Linked DNA regions of Mus musculus: region 2 is linked to region 1. Evidence: chromatin contacts called from public HiChIP or PLAC-seq data. All regions are on one chromosome and are shown on one strand. Each heading gives the region's core, a stretch centred on a gene start, on an enhancer-like site or on the middle of the called end of the contact. The rest is flanking DNA. Distances are from core to core; before and after follow the strand shown.

The links. HiChIP or PLAC-seq counts read pairs in DNA pulled down with a chosen protein or histone mark.
Region 2: an H3K27ac HiChIP or PLAC-seq map of embryonic stem cells shows a contact between it and region 1, with 5 read pairs. The contact joins the enhancer-like site here to the promoter of Tmem33 in region 1. A contact is called at or near these places in 2 of 39 promoter capture datasets (liver and macrophages), 1 of 15 datasets of contacts at CTCF or cohesin (CD8 T cells), 2 of 484 Hi-C or Micro-C datasets (cortical neurons and nephron progenitors), 4 of 115 datasets of contacts at active chromatin or transcription factors (the SCID.adh cell line, bone marrow-derived macrophages and embryonic stem cells) and 3 of 9 other capture datasets (adipose tissue, liver and pancreatic islet).

The regions. Positions count from the first base shown.
Region 1 is chr5:67,258,915-67,262,386 of GRCm38.p6, reverse strand. Tmem33 (transmembrane protein 33) reads right to left here and starts at 1,822. Exons shown (of 8, transcript NM_028975.4): 1 at 1,581-1,822; 2 at 1,354-1,423. The coding sequence starts at 1,398.
Region 2 is chr5:67,339,058-67,342,529 of GRCm38.p6, reverse strand. Slc30a9 (solute carrier family 30 (zinc transporter), member 9) reads right to left here. Exons shown (of 18, transcript NM_178651.4): 10 at 2,524-2,579; 11 at 301-436. Among named protein-coding and RNA genes, the nearest start is that of Slc30a9, 34 kb to the right of the region's middle. Within about 2 kb of position 1,574, at least 10 of the 459 cell types and tissues checked have an H3K27ac peak or open chromatin away from gene starts, as enhancers often do. A contact at or near this core is called in embryonic stem cells, where this site is marked.

The DNA of each region.
Region 1 (3,472 bases), core at 573-3,072:
TTATTTTTAACTGTGAGTATGTGTGGTGCATACAGTAACCAAGGAGTCCAGGGGATCCCACTGGAGCTGGAGTTACAGGTGATTGTAAGTCCTCCCCCACCCCCCGCTGTGGGTGCTAGGAACTGAACTAGGGTCTTCTGCAAAAGAAGCACTCACTTATAAACACGAGCCCATCTACCCAGCCCTTCCTCTGGGTCTTCTGCACGTACGTACACTCCATTACACAATCAAGGAGCTGAAGAGGCTGGTTTAAGTAGAGTGAACGGCCTGGTATATATAGTTCCACAACAAAATATTTTAATGGATCATGGGACTGAAGACTTGAGGACAAATTATTCACAGTTTCAAAGTATTAGGCCAGACAACTTCTTACTTACAAAGGGTGAAATCTATTTTTACAATGGCAAATCAGTTGATTCAGGATCATACCTAATTCCCCAAAGAATCAACATAAAATGGTTCTTGTGTCCTGAGAAGGGCATAATCAAAATGTAATTTCAGTTTCTAGAGCCTTCTGTAAAACAGGTCTAGACTTTTGAAACTAGGTGTGTCTTCAAAGCCCAGAGATAATAGAGGGATTTCCATGGACTGACTGGGAGTAAAGAGGCAGAACAAATAAACACAATGGCTGCTTCCCAAAGAGGGGAAGGGACAATGGACAGTTAAGGAAATCTGCACGTGAACTACAAAGTAGATTAAAATGCATCCATGTTCAATTCCCCAAATGTAATGAAGTGGAAAATAATACTTAAGTATTTTTGGGTTATCAAAAATCTCCAAATGGGTCAGCAAAGTTAAGTGCGTGTACACAGTACAGGGGTGTTGTAAAAAGCTTTTTAAAAAAAAAAAAATCAAAACTTCAATTTAAGGGCAAAAACACAAAAACTACCTCGAGTCGACCTGTAGATCAACATTTTTAATTATAAAGTTTACAAACGGGCAGTCCTCCTCTTTGTAAACGACTAATCAAAGAAACACACCACTCTCTCCCCTTTGCAAAATTTCTTAAAAGGCTTGAAGTAGGTACAAAGGGCAATACTACGACGCGCACCACGAGGCATGTGGGTTGAATAGATGGTATTTTCCACCTTGGGGGCCGAAGACGATCGGAGACCGCGGTGTGGGAAGGGGCAAGGAGGCCAACATCCCTAGCTGACAGGTGACAGCCGCCTGCTCCAGAACTGCCTGTTGTCGCCTTTGAAACAAACTTGGAGCTCCTCTGGCCGCCACTCGGCTCCTCCCTAACCCCAGTCCGGCAGGCAGCGGCTTCTAGAACCCTCTAGCCCTCTCAAACACTTCCTGCTCCTCGCCAACTCCGGCTGATGGAGCCGGGCGACCAGGCCGCTCACTTACCACAGCGCCCGCCCCTTGGGGGCCGTTCGGGGTCGTATCCGCCATGGGAGACACTCGGGAGCCCGGGACGCTGCAACAGCAAAGAAGAGCAAAACGTCAGTGCGGGGCGACGACCCTCCGACCTGCTTTCAGAGCCGGCAGGAACCCCAAACCCCCGGAGGAACGGGCCCTCCCGGACGCGTGCAGCACACAGCCGCAGAAGTCCCCCTATGGCGGCCCGGTAATACCTGCCCCGCTCGGTCCAGACCGAAGCTGCCTTTCTAGAAAGACCCAAGCGAAGGCGGAGCTTCGGAGAAAGGCCTTAAAGGGCCGATCGACGCCGCCGGTTCCCGGGGTTGCAAAACCGGAAGTGATCCTTTCGTTTCCACGTGAGTCAGGCGGGACGTTGAGAGTCACCGGGCGTGGTTTCCGGAGGCATGACGGGAAATGCAGTTTTTCTCCTTGTTTTGGTTCCACCTTCCCTACGAGCCAATTGGCACGGAAATGTTAAGTAAAACCACCGAGGCAACTTTCGTCTTAACCGGCACTCAGGCGATTTTCCTCGCTGGCTTCCGAACCTCAAAAATCTCTCTACTTCCATATACAGAAGCTTCAGAAATATCTATGATCTCTCCAGATAGCGATTCACCAAACCCTGTGATTTAGTTTTCTTATTTCAAGCACTAGTGAAACCGGCTATGTGACAGACGCTTGGAGGAAAAAAAAAAAAAAAGAACATAACACTGACCTTCTCAGAGACAATAGAGCAAAAACGACCACAAGCTGAGTTAATCAGGGGTTTCTGGAAAAGTAATTCTGGCCATAAATCTTGAAGGGAAAGGAAAAATTGTATATGAAAAGGGAAGGAGGTTCCAAATAAGAGAACAGAGCAGGTAAAGTAACAGAATGAATCAGGACAGTTCGGTGTGAACTGAATGAATGGGTCTGGGGGGGGGTGAAAGATTTGAACTGCTGAGAGGCAGGGTGTGTGGCAAGAAAAACATTACATGAGGGCACGGGAGGGGTTGGAAGGAAAGGGGAGAAATGATGAAGTTATATTTTAATTAAAAATATTTTTAAAGACTTATTATGTATACAGTGTTCTGCCTGCATGTATGCCAAAACTTCTGAACTTAACTCTGCAATCTAGGGAGCCAAGCTACAACTTTAAGCAGAAGTGTGACATCATCTATATTAGAAAGATCATAGGGAGGCCATTGCACACAACTAGGGAGAGCAATGAAATCCTGAATTGTGTGATGGTGTGGGAGAAAAGAACAGGAAAGAAGACTTGAATGTGGCTTCCATAATTTCATGTCTGGCTAGATAAAAGGTATGCAGGGGTGGGGGTGTCGTCTGCAGAGACCCGGAGAAGAGGCATAGAGAAAAATGAAAAAGAAGAACAGAAGAGAGAGGTGGAGGACAGGAAGCTGACTACAGATCTATACTCCAACTTAGGAACCGAGTATCTCTAAGCTCCTACTCTCTCAGAAGTACAATTGCCTTTATGATTCATGGCAGCCTAGGCGCCAGTCAGCTGCTGTCTAGGAGTCAAAGGATGCTCGGTAGAATGTTGTAAACTTTTCTTCTAAGGCCAATGTCCACATTCAGGTCCCCACAATCTCCAGTCTAGATTCCCTATCACCCAAGCTCAGCTAACACATTATCTTCTCTGCATTGCTGGAGTATAATTTGTCCCCTATTTTAGAATATTTATCATTGTCTAATATTTCTTTTTGATTATTTGTTTAATCTGGCTCTCCCACCATGTATGGGTAGTGTGTGTGTTTGTGTGTGTGTGTATGTGTGTGTGTGTGTACATGCACACATGTGTATCTTGGTTTACCTGGGGTGTCAAATACAACAGACTGAGTAGTTTAAACAACGCAACTTCTTTTTCCTCACAGTTCTAGATGCCTGGAAATTCTAAATCATTTTATCAGCAAGATGAGTTTCATTCTAAGACTTAGTGTTGCTGACTAGATCAGTGATCTTTTTACTCTTAGTAGCAGAATTTGATTTCCTTCTGCCTCTTCTGTATTCCCGAATTTTCTGACTATAAGTAACTATACGTAAGTAGATAACAATGCATCTGATTTATACTAAAGTTAGACCTTCAGTCTTCCCACTCTCCATAATA
Region 2 (3,472 bases), core at 325-2,824, 80 kb before region 1:
CTGTTGTAATCCCAGTCTAGGAGAGCCAGCATCCTCTTTGCCTTTGCCTGCATCAGGCACACATGTGATGCAGACATTCATGCCGGCAAAACACCCAAACACATGAAATAAGTAAAAATTGTCTTAAGTCACACAATTATATAGATTCAGAGATCATAAATACTCATGTGTAAAACAAAACCACAACTAACTTGTGTGGCACAGCCAAGAGGCAAATTATTTCTGTCCTCTAATACAATATGGAAAGGTTTCCACTAAGTCACAGTACTCCAAAGTGAGAGTGGGGGAAAGGAGGATCACCCATAGCAGGGATTCCATTGGTTGAGGATGAAGTAATCCCATGATTCCATGATACCAAGAGAGTCCTGCGCCCATCATGAAAATACCAACACCACTAATCAATGAAGAAATATAGCGCATATTTGAAAAGCCGTACCTGAAAGATAAAAAGATCATATAGTTTACAAAAATGAACACTAACTTTCAAAATGTTTAATAAGTCAATGAAAACAAACAAAATCATTCTTGGACTATTAAATTGGCATAATTTTTTATATTAAATACTATAAGCACAAAGTTCAAATTTCAATAAAAACAGTATACAAAATGGAAAAAATTGCAAGATCTTTGAAAATATTACCCATAATTTTATTGCTTAATTCTCAACAGTTTAACATGAAACTTACTGCTGGCTCTGAAGAGTTTAGCACACAAGTAAACCAATATATTCAGTTTTCTGCATGTTTTCATGGATAATTTTGAAAACATCAATTATTTTTCTAATTATCTTTGGTCAAAATGAACCATTACTTTGTATCATTTTAAGTACCAAAACAGCACTCTCAGGACACTTGAAAATTATGACATACTATGAGAAATAGAAACGTTTTCTGAGAAATGTACTCTTAAACACAAACATGACTGCATTCTCTGGTAGATACACATTCAAACAGCAATTCTAAATTTGGAATTATTACTGAAATTCTCTTCAGGCAAAAATATAATCTAGCTATAGAGAATTCCAGTTTATTGATGCAACAATATTTTACAAATTTGACTTAGAAAAAAAATTGTTTTAAAAGTTTTTTTCCAAAGTAACAGCAACTATATGCCAATTTGAATTATATGTATTTTCAAGGCACTGTGGATTCTGTTTTGTTTTTGTTTTTGTTTTCAGGGTTGTTACTGATGCTATATTAAGTGCCATGTGGCTACCATATCTAAATTTCCTTAAACTACTGTCCAAAATTTAGTCACTGTACTAGGTAGTGCTAAAATGGGCTATTGAAAATACTTAAGAAGCAATCTTTGGAACATAAACCTTTAAATTTTTACCCTCTTATTTAAATTTTTGGTATGGAAAATATTTTTTTCAAGAGATAGTAAAATATAGTAGATGTGCAATTGTTGAGCCCCATTTTGGCCCTGGTTTGGGCCTTGAGAATAAACCCGAGCCTGGCTCTAGTTTTGAGACCTGTCTCAGTCACTTCCGCATCGGGATGATTCAGCAAGACCTGTTTGGCCCTGCCTCTAGCCCACCGTTGCTGAGGTAGAACTTTGCCATTGGCCCTGTCAGTCACGCCATACCCTCTGTCACCCTTCCCCACCTCCTCTGTCATCTAACCCACCAAAAATCCCACTCCCTATGTTCCTTATATAAGTGAGAGGCTGATGCCATAAAGTTGAGTTCCTGCTTCGACAGACTCCAGGCCCTGGTGTGTTTCTTTTGGGCTGTGGACACTCGCCATCCTGCTCAGCCCCAGAGAGACCCGGACCTCTCTCCTCTCACCTGGACCTGCCAGCAAGAAGCCGGCATACAATTTGTTAACATTTGTTCTCTATGCTAGATAACTTATAATTTTTAAATTATTATTATTATTAAAATAGCAGTTATTATTATTATTATTAAAATAGCAGTACCCTGGTTTCAATTAAGAAAAAGTGTTTATAAAGTACTAAAATAGACATCTTCACAGAGATAAAGGCACATCTTTGCCTTAACTTGATCAATCTGTATTAATGAAGCTAGTGAAAATAACAATGGATATGGAGCTAGAGGCTACAAAAATAAATATCTACATCAGGACACTGACATACTCAAAGCAATATCTTCTAAAACAAAAACCTTACTTTATAAATACCTAATTTTGAAATGTTATCAAAAGATTTCTCAATGATAAGAAAAGCATTAAAGAAAGAGTAAGTATGAAATATGCATTTTAAAAGGGTTAACATCAAAATTTTAGATTAGGTGGCCAACTAAGTTTGGGATGAAATATATTCCTTGAAAAAAAAAAAACAGAACTCTAAGATAAGTGTTTTGTTATTACCAAATACAGAGAAGAGCTCTAGGCTGCTCTATAAAGCATAAAAATACTTCAATTCCATTTTCAAATTATGCCTTGAATTTACTTTGACCGTGGCACTTTACATGCTACAAAGGAAATGACCAAATACCGAACAACTTGATGTTATATAAATCTCAAATCTCTGCAATCCCTTGGCTTTATCTCATTGACTTACGGGTGAGAAGGATCTGGTGTTTGAACAGATTTGCTGATGCCCAGTGCTAGCAAGCCCTATGGAGAAGAGCGAACAGTAAGAGCTCATTACTAAGATGGAGAATACAGTGAGTACGCCACTTTGGAAGATGGAGAGAACAGCAACAAAGAAATCATAAATGCACATAAATGGCCAAGACATCCTAGTTTCAGGACTTAGAAAAATAAAGATAAACCCAAGGGGACTCAAAACTACATTGTTTATAAGGATAAAAAACTTGAAAAATAGCTGGGCATGGAGGCACACACTTAAATTCCTAGCACTTGAAGAGGTGTAAGGTAGGAGAATCAAGTCTGAGTGCATCTTGGGCTGCATAAAGAAACCCATCTCAAAAAAAATGAAGCCATACCAAAACAAGCCAAGACAATAACTACAGGAATCTAAAATTCCATCAGTAAGGGCATGCAACACAAATGATCAACCACACAAATGGCTTCTACAACATTAGTTGAAATACAGTGTTCTGTACTGACACAGGAAAAGCTCTAGCTGGCCCACTCTGTGAGGGCATTGAATGTAGGCTAGTTTGGAATACTACGTTTCAAGGCTCTGTCACAAACAAAACAAGGCACAATGACATTACGACTGGGAAGCACTCAATCTATAGATAACTATCTTATCCACATCAAATTCTTTCTCATTCTATTTCCCTCTTCTTAGTGGTACTGGGGATCAAACCTCCAGCCTCGCAGTCTAAGCAAGCCCTTGCTGCCAATCAGTGTCCCAGCCCTTTAGATCTTTCTAAACCTCGCAGTAACACTTTACAATTTTCAGTGTAAAAGTTTTGTGCACCTTTTGCTAGATTTATTAATGTTTTGTGACTATTATTACTAGTCTATATATGGAAAAATTCAAATGTCATTCTGTATTTGCTGGCAGTGGAAATGCACTGATTTCTATCCGTTTTGAC